Regions from separate parts of the Hordeum vulgare genome. Here region 2 is linked to region 1. Evidence: chromatin contacts called from public Hi-C data. All regions are on one chromosome and are shown on one strand. The core of a region is the stretch at or near the end of the contact, and the rest is flanking DNA. Distances in the headings are between cores, read along the strand shown.

Region 1 (7,462 bases), core at 4,114-6,613:
CAAGACCCCTGAAGATGCTAGTCTTCGATAGGACTAGGCATTTCCCTCTCTTTCTCGCATTGCTGCAGTCAGTCCACATATATAAACCCCCTTCCTTTGATATTGTTGCATACTTAGTATAGTTCTGATGTCAGTATTGCAAGTACTTTGGATGAGTACTCACCGTTGCTTTGCTCCCCCTTTGTCCCCTTAATCCGTTGCTGCGACCAGGTGATGGAGCCCGGAAGGTGGAGTATCCCGCCGCCGACGACTGCTACCCCGACGGTGCCTACTACTACGTGGAGGCCGCTGAAGACCAGGAGTAGTTAGGAGACTCCCAGACAGGAGTCCTCGCCTCGTTCGATCGTTGTATCTTTTGTGCTAGCCTTCTCTAAGACACCTCATGTTTAATATATGTACTCAGATATTCGTTGTTTCCGTTGACTCGTGTGTTTTTCGAGCTTCTGTATTCTAGCCCTCGAGGCCCTTGGCTTGTAATATGTAGCTTGTATGTTCGTTTTGTGTCTAGAGTTGTGTTGTGATATCTTTTCGTGAGTCCTTGAGTTTGATCGTACGTATTTGCGTGTATGATTAGCGTACGATTAAATCGAAGTCGTCACACGCATCTTCCCCCACTTCGGCAACGAGGGCACCGGCCCGGACCCAATGGGCCCTCACATGTAGAGGCAAGATTGGCTCGACCTCTACTATGGCAAGGATGAGGATGTAGATTAATTAGTTTGAGTTTTTGTTTAGTTCTAGTTTTAAGTTTAAGTTAACTTGAAATTTTGGTTGTCAAGACAATGTGTTAACTTTCAGTTTTTAAAATCCGGTTGTCAAGACAATGTGACCAATTTCAGTTGTTTAAATCAAAAAGTAGGTCGAACTTTTATGCAAATTTAAGTTTTACTCAGTTACATACATGAGATCGGTCAGGTCCGGCCAAATCTTAGTGAAGTAAAAATACTCAATTGAGATTTTGCCCCACGGATCCTCCGTTATATACAAGGATAGGTTAGAGTTGCCCTACCAAGCTAGTGCGCCGTGTACATAGGTATTGGCTAGTCAAAGAGTTCAATTCCCCCAAAACATTGTAGGGAAAAATCTAAGTAGTGTAGGATGCACAGCCGCCCTCCCGTGCGGCGGCTCGGACGGGATTCCTTTTAGATGCAATGCACGCATGTGTGGACGTAAGTTGTTGTTGTATTTTTCTACCATACGCAGTGAGATGCTTTTCTCACATAGGGGCTGTAGCTGGCAGTCAACAGCTGGTACAATGCACTTTTTCATCTAGCATTTGCTATGCAAAGTGTTGTAGTACTATGTATCTTTAAAATCAGAACTCCTATAAGAAGGAGCAGTGGGGTTGGTGGTGCCAGGAGGGAGCAGTGAGGTAGAGGGTAGCTGCTGCCGTGCTACTCTACTAGTACTACTCATTTGTTTTAAAATATATTTTTCATTTTTAATCTGCTAGAGTACACAAAATAACCTGGATAGAACTTAAATGGCAAGGGCTACAAAATAATGTGATAATTAAATTTTACAACAAGTGACAAGCTTATATGAAACAACTGAGTATAATTAAATTGACAAATACAACAAAACATCATAACAACTACGTTTTAGAACAATCGACAAGCTTTTCATGAGACAACATGATAACTAGGTAGAATTAAGACTCGTATGTACAACAAAACACCACGGCAACTAATTTTTATAATAACTGACAAGCATTGTGAGGCAATATGGCAACTAGGTAGAATAAAAATGACAAGCACGACAAAATATTTGGGGCAACTGGATTATATAACCACTGACAAGTTTTATGAGATAACATGACAACTAGGCAGAATTAAAAATGACAAGCACATCAAAACATTATGGCAACTAGAATTATAAGCACCGACAAGCTTAGTACAAGAACAACATCAAAAAAATATGGCAATTAAGCTATTTTTTGTTAGACAAGTAAGTTGTTGATAATATGGCAAGTGAATGAAAAAAATGTGGCAAGTACGGACCGGAAAAAATATCAAAACATATCAACATGGGATCTAGTTTCGAAGATCTCGCTGTGACAAAGTCAATGGTGAAAACAGATCATCAATCGAATTAACGATTTTGGAGATAAAACTTTTTAAATTTCAAAATTAAAAAAACTTGATGATGTCATTTCATGCATGCATGGTGATGAGAGAAAGAATCTGTGACAGCATGTTTTACCCAGTGCACGTACGTACATGGAGTCTGCACCTTTTTTTGTCATGCATGTGCAAGCCTATAACAGCCGTTGCATGGGAACACCATGGTGCGGCGCCGCTGCCTAGTCAGCTCCAACATTGTACTAACATAGAATTCGAGAGGCACTTAATTAACTAGTTGGTGACCCGGTTAACTAACACCACTGTTAATGAAGCGACATAAGACCAATATAGAGCTCTCCGGTAAGATTCGTTAAACAAAAGATAGAACAAAAACTGCAAAGCGGGATCTACCAGGAAAAGCTAAGATCAGGCCCCAGTCCTTCTAATTAAATCTGTCAGTGGATCATGACACAGTGCTTAATTGATTAGCCGATTAAAGCAGGTACGTGATCGACTCCGGTAATGCTGTGTGATGTGTGGTTGGTGCAGGACATTTTGGTAGACCATCTGCATGTTTGTTTTCTTGCTTGCTTGCTTGTTTACTCGTGGTGCTTTGGCTTTCCTTGGATAGAAAAAATGTGGTGAGCATTCCTGGCCAGATGATCAAATCGGCGAATTAATAGGAAGGATCATGACGAACACACGAGCACAGTGAGGTTGGTGAGGAGCGATGAGCGCACGTTCATGGCCCCCCTTTCTTCCTCCTTTCTTGTAAGTTAACACATCACTGTTAGGACCATATCGTTCGCGGTACTATGATATTATAATGGCAACTAGGAGGCCACCTATGCTATTATCAACAGTTACTTTGCAGCTAACCAGGGCTGTCTTCGGCCGACACACTCCTCGGCTGAATTTTCACGATGGTTAGAGCATGGTTAATAGTATAGCCAAGAGTCAGTTATAAAAAATTGCTATGTCATGTATAGTTTAAGAAAAAATTAAACACGTATAGCCAATCTAATAACCCACTCATACAATAATTAGTAATCATAGCATGTTATATCATTAATATATGATTTATATTTTACTTTCACAAAAGTTGTTAGGGTTCCTGCTATAGTGGGCTGCAAGTTTGTAGTCTGTTTTTCTTCTCTCTCCTCTTCTTTAACTAGACATAAATTTGATGTAACATCTTTTATAATATGCCTATATCATTTTATTGTACTTGCTTTTACGCGGTTACACCAACACTTCATAAATGACATGCTTGTATATATGTAAAATGTGTTTGTAAAGTGAACATTTGTAACCGCAGCATGTTTTGTTGATGCCGCCAACAAATTGGTGATCACATGGTGCATGTGTTTTGGCAAATGTTTTATTAGTCGTGATAACTCTCCTATATCCGAAATTTCGAACGTGATAGTAATATTAGTAACCTAGTAACCACGGACTTGAAAACAATAATTATAGTACTCTGCTCTATTGATAAATGACAACACATATGCTTGTGTGTTGCAATGGAAGAGATATTTTTCTTATGATAAGCAGCAATGAAAGAGATAATTGATGTATCCACCAAAAACGGTCTCCGCGGGGGTGACTACGGAGAGAGGATTTGTGTTCTTCTCATGGGTCATGTTTGGCCCGCAAAGATCACTCTCTCCTATGATATCGTAACCAGATGGATTCTAATTGAAACGGATAAATTATGTTTCATTCGCATAACCAGGCATGAACGTCCTTTCTTTATTAGGGTTTATTTTTTTAATTATTTTAGTGCTCACGTGCACATAGTTTTTTAGTTCGAGCCAAACCATCATATTTTCTTTTATTTACACATACCCACAACTTTTGTCAATTATAGCCAACCAACATATTTTCTTTTATTAGCATGTGCAAGCTACCCTCAGCAATAATTTGATGCAGTCCCTCGCTCTGCTCATGATGCTCGAGACAACTTTCCTATTTTCAGACAATGTCCTTATTTTCACGCAATCTAGGACATATAAAAACTGATGTGATTTAGTATAAATCTTCAAGGTGGGACTATCCCTATCATAATTACAAGCTAGCTGAGTTGGTTTTGTCAATCCACACAATAGGGAAGGTCCATAGTACAGTCCCCTTGCGACCTAAAATTTCGTTGCTCGTCCGTCCGATAGAGAAAAAAAGTGATAGGCCCAGTTTAGCCCACCCGGGGAACAAACGAAACATAAATCTGATAACTACATGCAAAACGGACACAACAAATCTATATATTTTTGTTTTATCTTGGGGTAGTTGTGCGGGAGCTCCTATATGACGCTAGTTACGTCAAGTAGTGTGTAGGACGCATAGTAATTCGTATCTAGGCTAGCCCATTGGCCAACACCTAAACGACCTCTATTTGCAAGGCACGAGTGAAAATCCAAAAAACGACGCGTTGAATGATTGAACTCTCAACCACAAAGACCCGACCATATGATGCAACTGGAACAACTATGTACTACTCACCAATGTCCAAGGCGGATATTGAAGAACAAACTATGGCCTCATAAATAAAATATTTTTTGGTTTTTTAAAACAATGAACTATTGAATATTATTGGAAACAGGAACAATTTTCTAAAATTATAAACAAATTTTAAAAGTTCCATAAAATTTTGAAAAAACATGAAATTTGAAACGGGGTCCTTTTTTAAAATTTAAAAATATATTTGGAAAAATGAATATTTTATAAAAACCACAAACATGTTTTGAATTTGTGAACTACTTTTGAAAAGGGGAACATGTTTTGAACATTCGGGACAAGTTTAGAAAATGTGTTTTTCTAAATGTGAATATTTTTTTGAAAATTGAACATTCACTAAAATAAGAATATTTTTCGAATTGGAATTTTTTTAATGCAATTGTATGTTAGAATCTCAAACAATTTTGGAGAACACTTTTTTTTTAAATATGGGGAATATTTTTTGGTTTTGGAACAAATTTTGGAATGAGAACAAAAATGTATTATCATGAAAAAAATTCAAAACAAGAACACAATTTTGGAATTTAAAGCATTTGAAGAAAATATGAAGAAAAAATAAATAAATTATAATTTTTTAATGTTTTTAATTTACCAATAAAAATAAAAATGAACTTCAAAAGAAAAAGGGAAACAGAAAGAAAAATAAAAAAGGGAGAAGAAAATGAAAAAAAATATAAATATAACATAGAAGAAAAAAATACTATGATGGGTCGACCCAATCCTGGGCTTCCTGTACGAAGTTCCGACAATTTGATGTTGTGTGGGGCAAATAAGGTTTTTTCTGCTGCGTGGGCAGAAAAAATAAGTGCACCGGCTTTGTTGGGCCACAACGCGGGTGATCCGTGCACGATTCTAGAGAAACCATCTTTCCTTTTCTAGCCGGCAAACGCACAAAAATTGAGTACCACCAGATATTTTCTACGGTGAACGGATGAAAAAAATTAAAAACACACACATTAAGTAATAGTAATTTCTTCACTCCTTTGTCACTATAGTGTGGAATCATTGTTTTAAGGTGCATTATAGTATGTTTTGTACATAATTTTATATTCCAGGAATTTACTCATTGAACACCCACTAGCTTTTTTGTTAATATACTACTTCCTCCGTCTCAAAATAAGTGTCTTAAGCTTAGTATAATTTTTTAATATAGCTAATATAAAGTTGAGACAGTTATTTTGGGACGGAGGAAGTACAACCAAGTCGCTCACATATACGAGCATACACTCGTGAGCACCTCTGAAAAATTGAGTTGGCATAATATCTTCAGATTTTACAAAGTTACCACAGGAGACTCACAGTCGACGGGGACGTCTCTTCCTACTGAATGATTATAGCCAGAAGCCTCAAATAAATTCAGGAATTATGCGAACATCAATGTCAAGTCTAGGACTTGAATCATGATGGCCTAGGAATATCATTATCATCTTAACCAACCAACCACAGATTGATTTGCAACACCCACTAGCTAAGAGAGTAACATTCATCCTAGATTGGGCTCGCCGCCAATTTGAGTGAACAAACAAAATAATCGGTGCACACAACAATAAAACATTTTGCAAGGCCTCACACCATTCTTTCTGTAAGGGATCTCGTGCCACCTGGGGATCCACTAATTCAGTCTTCTTTATTTTTATCCCTTTCCCTCTTCCACTTTTACGCCCCAAAATAATTAAAATTTCAGGCTTTTCCTAAGTCAAATTTGCTTAAATTTTACCAACTTTATATAAAATATGCTAATAAGGTCTTGAACTTCGAATACGCATAGTACACAAGTACATTTCACAAAGGCTATTATGAGACTAATTTGGTGTTTAAAAGTTTATATATTTTTCTATATTCTTGGTCAATCTTAACACAAGTTTGACATAGAATAAACCCATAAATTCATTTTTTTGGAACACGGTAATTTTCTTCATTGCTAATATTGGGTCCTATGGTCCGTGAGAGCTTCACTTTGACGCCCTCTGCGTAGAAATGACGGAGAACCACAAAAAGGATCCTTGAATGGGTAGGCCCAGTCGGTGATATCGAGCGCTGCTCTCATTAATTTATTCCAACGTGTTCGTTTTGTAGATTTTTTGGTTGGTATAGTTCCAGTCATTTCTTTCACATAAAAAAAGATACGTGTTTTTTGAATGTTCATGATTATATTAAAAATGCTAACCAATGTAAAAGAATGTTCTTAAATTTTACAAAAAAGCTTTAATTTTTAAATTTATATGAAAATAAAAGTTCTTGAACTTTCAAATTTGTACTGGTATTTTAAATATTTATCCCAATTTTAAAATATATTGATTAATTTTCAAAATATTCATAAATTAATGTTTGTGCATTTTTAGAAACGTTCACATTTATTAAAAATGCACATGAATTAGGGAAATGGTAAAAAGCAAGAAACCCAGGAAAAGGGACCCAGAGAGTGAAAAAAATTCAAAGAGAAACATAATAGAAACTGAATACCCAAAAGTGTATGGCAAAATCAATGGCCCAGAGAAAAACTGAGAAAGAGGACAAACAATGAAAGAAATTTGGGTACAAATGTAGGCCTAGTCTATTGCCACTTTGTCTATTTGCCCGACAAACAGTCACACTAATCGATTAATTTCTCATGGTGCATAGGGAAATCCCATTTTACTCTCTCTGCGTCAAAATGTTGGGATGACCCAAAGAGTGTTGAGGCATGGGCTAATGAGAACTTCTTTGGTTTTCCTGCTCGTGGTTTACTCGGTCGGTAGGCTGTTCATTTCATTTAGTTGTTGTTTTTGGTTTTATTTTTTCAGTTGTTTTTATTTCGTTTTTCCCTTTACTTTTTTCATTCCTTTAAACTTGAAAATATTTTAAAAAATGCTGGAGTAAGTAGAAAAATATTAAAAAATCATGAA
Region 2 (6,826 bases), core at 3,255-5,754, 280 kb before region 1:
AAGGTAAAACCTTCTCCTGCTCCGGCCAGCACTTCGCCACAACAAATATCACATTGGATTCCGCCTGTCCCTGGCTATGCAAAATTCAATGTTGATGGAGCGGTTTCTAGACATGGGTTTGGGTCTATTGGTATGATCTCGAGGGATCAAGAAGGCACTTTCCTGGGAGCCTCAGCTTTTTTTCCAGGTTTTATCTCCGACCCACCGACCCTCGAAGCTTTGGCAATTAGGAAAGCATTGACGCTGACGAAGGACCTATACATACAGAACATCCAGGTCGCTTCGGATTGCAAGGTAGTGGTGGATGATATCCAGAAGCATACCTCGGTCAGCTATGGTGCGATAGTTCAAGAGATCATATATTTTTCAGTTTCTTTTACTTCATGTAATTTCGTTCATGAACGTAGGAGCTTCACTTTTAAAGCTCACAATTTAGTGAAGCATGCTCTCACCTTGGATGGTGGCCGTCATGTTTGGTTAGGTCATTAATTTTTTTTTTCCATCCATCCCTGTAAACATTGTGACGAATTAATAAAGCTTCGTGGAATTGTCTCAAAAAAAAACAGACGTGTAGTACTACATTATCTTCTTTTACCCTTATTATTACATGAGCATTGGATGCCTGGATGGATGATATCCAAGCCACTTAAAGGCACCACACTTGACGGGAAAAAAATCTACACAGATCGCACGCAGGCGCATGCGCACATTTTTCCACAAATCAATCCCACAAATCGAAGAAGAAAATAAAACAAAAATAAAAACATAACAACAAACGAATAATCAAACGCGAGCGACCGAATTCAAGTTCAACCCATGGGAAGCGTCAGCGTGATGGGAGCTCGGGAAATCTCAGTGATGGTTGACGAAGCGGCACTGCTTCCTGATCTCGCCCTCGCTGCCGTGCGGCATGGGCAGCTTGCTGAGCTTGACGAGCGAGTCGGAGAAGTCCTCGTCCCAGAGCGTGCCGTTGTCGGCGTACTCGTGCACGTGCCCGCGCGCCTCCTTCTCCGTCAGCAGCTGCCAGTCGGAGTTGAAGGTGACGATCCTCGCCAGGTTGTTGTGGTAGTAGCTGTTGTCCAGGAAGTCCTTGACCTTCCTCAGCTTCGGGAGGAACCCCGGCACCGCCGCCGCCACGTCGCCGGCGTCCTCGTCCCTGATGTTGTTGGGCACGATGGGGTCCGGCCCCTTGGCGCACTTCCCGGCGAGGAGGCCCCGGTACGCCGGGAGGATCTGGTTGGCGGGGGCGGTCAGCCGGGCGCGGAGCGACGAGCAGTGGCCCACCCCGACGGCGTGCGCGCCGGACAGGATCACCAGCTCCTCGATGGTGAAGTTCTTGCGCTTGAAGTTCTGGATGAGCTCGGCGATGGTGAAGGTGGAGTCCGGGAGGTCCTGCTGCGCCTCCGCCGCGTGGGAGTGCACGCCGTCCAGCCGGCCGGCGAGGGCGTCGAAGTGGACGTGGCCGTTGCTCAGCAGGCTGGCGGCGTCGCGGGCGGCGTAGATGAGGATGTCCGCGCAGGAGACGACGCCGGGGCACCGGTCCTCCACCGCCGACTTGATGTCGTCGAGCAGGTCGAAGGCGGCCAGCCCGATGTTGATCGGCGCCGTCTTCTCCGTGTGCGGGTTCTCCGGCGTCGGGTCCAGCAGCACCGACGCGTCACAGCCCTGCACGCACGTACGTACGTTCGTCCGTCAGTTATCCTAGTTGATCGTACTCCAACAGAATGATTAACTTGGTTACCTATAATCGAGCATAGGAACGATCAATTGTCTTAAACTAACACTAAGCATGGTCGTTACTAGTACTAGCACAATTCGTTAGCTATGATGGGACAAATCAAGCATTTTAACCAATCATGTAACTGTAAGTGTGCATGGGAAGTCATTTCGTCAGTACTTGCAAATCATTATTATAGCACGAATCTGGATCTGAAATGTGCTGATTACCTTTTAGTTGTTGGACACACACGTACTACAGATGCATTGTCGGCAATGTGGTGCATTATTGGGCAATAGTTATCTATTCCTCTAATTATATCTAGTACCACTGCTAATTGGACCATCTCGAAGAAACTTGTATGCACCTTCATTTTCAGATGAAAAGGGGGACGATGTTTATGTTTTTCACGTATAATCCATTAGATATTAATCACTCTTAAATACAAATAGTATTACTAGGAGGTTTTCAGCAGATCATAAACTTGTGGGAGGTGGATTGAGCAGTGGTGCAACCAATTATTGATCTTTGATGTAGGTGCGCTTTCTCTTTCTCTTTACAGTATGGCACCGCGGCTTTCTTCTTTGTTTTCTTTTGGCGGCGAACGATCAAGAGAAAAGCTGACCGACTCTAATACATTCTTGCAAGATTATTTTATGCTCCAACACAGTAGCATAATATCACAATCATCCAAGATTAATTTATCTGCTGTAAAGCAAGCTTTCTAGAGCCAGTTGTATATTGAGAAACATCAAGTACGTACCGGCATCTAGTAGTCAAGTAGAGATGCTACAAGTAAGGACGTTATCTATTCTAGGCTGCTAAAGCAAAACTGATCTTTTGTTGTTATAAGCACTTGCATTGGACACTCGTCTTAATCACTCAACTGAAACGACCACAAAAATTATAGAACGGAGGGAGTAATTGTTACCTAATCAGGGGAATGATATAACTCTAACGAAGAAAATTCTACTCCTACATGCCATATATAGCGAGGAAGACGACGCGTAACCGACTAACCGTGGACGCTAAGAAGTTATGATGTCCAAGTTACCGAAGAAAAATCTATGACCAAATACGAAGACGACACGTAACCGGGGATTCTTTTATACGAGAACTTGTTGTCGCGTGTATCATCATCAGGCACATGGGGAAATTAAAGCAGAGAAATGACAAAAGACAAGGACACGAGGCACGGAAGAAAAGCAGAAAAAAGAGAGGAAGAAAAAAAAGCAGCGGAAACTAGAGTGCCGAAGATAATGACAATGGGCACGGTGACACCGGGTCATACCCTACTACTACAGTACTAGCAAAGTGAAAGGCGAGCGGCCTGGATAGCTCCTAGCTCGAAATGTTCTTTTCCTTTCGAAAGGATAGACATCTACATGTCCAAGGAAAGCATCGCATTCCGGCATCAGCTGGGCTAGCTGTGGAAGAAGCTAATCCTCGGCATCATCAGCTGGGCTAGCTGTGCAAGTGCAAGCTTATGTGCTCGCCACGCTGGTTGGTGAGCGGCTGGCGCACGGAAGCTAGCCGTTCGAGTTAAGTGCAGTGGCCAGATGAGTGACGTGCTTCCATGATTCACATCTGGGCGATGACAATGACGTGCAAACCAACTAGTTTGAAACTTATGCTTGGCTCCTAACTGTTCAGATAACTCCGTCGTAAACTAATTTGCCATGCTAACTGATTGACTGATGACATGTCGACTCAATCTTTTAAAGATGTTCATAGAAATAGGATATGTATATATATGTGTTTATATGAAGGATGTATGCGCGTATAAGTAAACGCATGCGTCTGTATTGTGTGCTCGAACACATTCTAACTTAAATTGTAAACTGCGAACATTTTCAACTATACTCCACTAAAACCACGACGTGCGCTTATTTTGGATCGGACGGCGTATGACTTAAACCGTCAACCTCCGGGTGATCTATATCCAATTAACTTGTTGGTGAACTGGTTAGTTAGCTCAGTGCATGCAAACCGGCATCGGCTAAAACTATGGCATCTTGTTAATAAACAGAAAACAAAATTTGGTATCTACTAGCACTCTCGCTGTCACGTGGACTCTAGTGTCACGTTCTCGACGAGGAAGCTAAACACTGGCGTGTGCACCGTGTACGAATGTGCTGCGGACATTGCGGATCACGAGCTAAGTCACTGTGCATGCACCATGTAAGGTTCCAGATGGGGTGCAGGCATGTACAAACCGCTGTTGTTAGCTAGCTAACCGGTGCTACTGTACCGGACCGGACGACGGCCGTTACGGAGGTGCTTTTGCTAGCTCGGCAGCAGTGGCCGCCAGTTCGGTTGGTTACTGGTTAAAGAGCAGAGCAGTGGCCGGCCGGAGTGACAGAGAGAGAGAGAAATAGACGACGGCGGCGGGGTACGTACCCTGACGAAGCAGTCGTGGAAGATGAGGCGGACGAGGGCGGCGCCGTTCTTGCGGTTGGCCTTGATGGCCCTGGCGACGTGCCACTTCACCACGTTCTCCACGCCCCGGCAGCTCTTGTCGTAATACCCCACCTTGAGTTCCCCCGCCTCCGCCTCCGCCACCGCCATCGCCAGCAGCACGGCCACCGCCACCGCCGCCACCGTCCTCATCATCCTCGCCGGCCGACCAGCTAGCTCCCCCACGCACGCACGCACGCACGGCGCCACCTACCCGCCGCCGACAGAAGCAGCGCCTTGCTCGCTCGAGTGGCCGGCAGTAGCTGGGCGAGCAGTGCTGCTGGTTCGTGTGGTGGTGCAGTGTGCTTCTGTGCTCAAGGGAAGGCTCTGGGGCGCGCGGTATATAACGGCGGGGGCGGCCCGATCGCTCCCCCTGACGAGAATTTTAACGGCTGGCGATCCGCCCGATCGCCTCGTGACAGCGAGCGGCCAACGTAAAGGGCGACGTGGCCCCGGCCGGCGTACTGCGTCCGTGGCGTCGTACCGCTTGCCAGGACCCGTCTTGTCTCGACTCTCGACCATGGTCTTGGAGGCGAAGTGATACGTACATCACACATGTGCGTGGCGTGGGTGCCAAACTCGCTCCGGCGAAGCATGAACTCGGCCAAAATTTCCGACACGACAAAGTTGATGGTAGGACGATCGATCGATGCAGATGGCATCGTGTTGAAGATTTAAAGATGACATTCGGTTAGGGTATCTCCAATGGTCGTATGATCATCGTTGGTAAAATTGTCACATAGATAATTTTGATGACATGACGCATAATAAAAGAAAAAAAAGAGAATGAAATCGTATGAACTTGAAGCAACGGTTCACGCACAAGCTCCGAGACAAGCATGGTTATTTCTTCAATATTTAGTGGACCCACTTAGTTATTTTACATACGGTTAACATACACTCCATTGAAGAGCTTGAATATTGTCCTGTTGATTGTTGATGTTGACACTTATACCAACGATTGAACATACGGACTGTTGAAGATGCTCTTACTGATTTCTTGGGAGACCACCACTTGTTGGAGTTATCGAGGAAGGATGGTTCATGGTGTTGATGTAGAATGTGCATGGATTTACATCATTGTCGTGTCATTAGCTTGCCATCACCGTGTTAAGACGCCGAGTATGACTGTGTGTGTGATGTGGCTACGTTCGTGTACAAGTTGTTGGGAGAATGTATCCATGCTATGATTAGTTTCGGTGTGAGTGATGACTTCCTCATTATTGACGGGCCAATCGATCCGTCTATGATTAGTTTCATCATAGACCGCTCACTATGGAAATAGGGTTCACCGTCGGCATAAGGGCAAACCCCGTCGCGATAATCCTATGCCAATGGCTGCCGTCGACATACCCCCGTTGGTAACATGTACGTCGTCATATCCATGCTGAGTCGTCGGCATAGAAAAGCCACCGACATAGCGCGCTATGCCGACGGCGTTCGTGCAGCCGTTGGCATAGCTCGATATATGGATGGCGTCCGTATAACAATCGGCATAGTCATGCCGTCGGCAGCTTCCCTCGTATGACGGCAGCTGACTGCGCCGTCGTCAAGATGGTTTCAACCACGAGCTGCCACGTGGCATGGCTATGCTGACGGCCCAGAGGTCGGCATATCTCTGCCATGTGGCGGCTACTGGGTCGTCTTGGTGTTGGAATGGGTTGCCGACATAGATCTGAAGTTATGCACGACACCCTCTATGCCATACTCAGCCATGGTTGCCATCAGTTGCCAGATGGCATCCAAGTGAGAGAGTTTGGCACCCGTATACAGAGGTTTCTTTGATGAGGCTAAGACCTCCAAGAAGGACTTTGCAGTTGCCTTCGGCTCCTCCAGTTCTTTCTCTGAAGGTGCTACGTGTGTCGTCTCTGCAGCTAAGACATCATTTAGCATGTCTCTAGCTAGGTCTATGTGTACGCCCCCTATCGGCATAGATCTGGCCGTCAGGACCGATGGTTATTCCTGTTGGAATTATGCCCTAGAGGCAATAATAAATATAGTTATTATTATAATTCTTGTATCAAGATAATCGTTTATTATCCATGCTATAATTGTATTGAATGAAGACTCATTTACATGTGTGGATACATAGACAAAACACCGTCCCTAGCAAGCCTCTAGTTGGCTAGCCAGTTGATCAAAGATAATCAGTGTCTTCTGATTATGAACAAAGTGTTGTTGCTTGATAACTGGATCACGTCATTAGGAGAATCACGTGATGGACTAGACCCAAACTAATAGACGTAGCATGTTGATCGTGTCATTTTGTTGCTACTGTTTTCTGCGTGTCAAGTATTTATTCCTATGACCATGAGATCATATAACTCACTGACACCGGAGGAATGCTTTGTGTGTATCAAACGTCGCAACGTAACTGGGTGACTATAACGATGCTCTACAGGTATCTCCGAAGGTGTTATTGAGTTAGTATGGATCACGACTGGGATTTGTCACTCCGTGTGACGGAGAGGTATCTCGGGGCCCACTCGGTAATACAACATCACACACAAGCCTTGCAAGCAATGTAACTTAGTGTAAGTTGCGGGATCTTGTATTACGGAACGAGTAAAGAGACTTGCCAGTAAACGAGATTGAAATAGGTATGCGGATACTGACGATCGAATCTCGGGCAAGTAACATACCGAAGGACAA

The links. A called contact is a pair of places that touch in the nucleus more often than the background predicts.
Region 2: a Hi-C map of leaf shows a contact between it and region 1, with 4 times the contacts expected there. The contact joins the promoter of LOC123420560 here to the enhancer-like site in region 1. A contact is called at or near these places in 3 of 6 Hi-C or Micro-C datasets (leaf and seedling).

What each region holds. Positions count from the first base shown.
Region 1 is chr1H:53,709,747-53,717,208 of MorexV3_pseudomolecules_assembly, reverse strand. No RefSeq gene overlaps it. Among protein-coding and RNA genes, the nearest start is that of LOC123420418, 8.8 kb to the right of the region's middle. Within about 2 kb of position 5,363, at least 1 of the 3 cell types and tissues checked has open chromatin away from gene starts, as enhancers often do. A contact at or near this core is called in leaf, where this site is marked.
Region 2 is chr1H:53,989,518-53,996,343 of MorexV3_pseudomolecules_assembly, reverse strand. LOC123420560 (peroxidase 2-like) reads right to left here and starts at 4,504. Exons shown (of 2, transcript XM_045107395.1): 1 at 4,118-4,504; 2 at 529-1,665. The coding sequence starts at 4,330. The coding sequence ends at 853.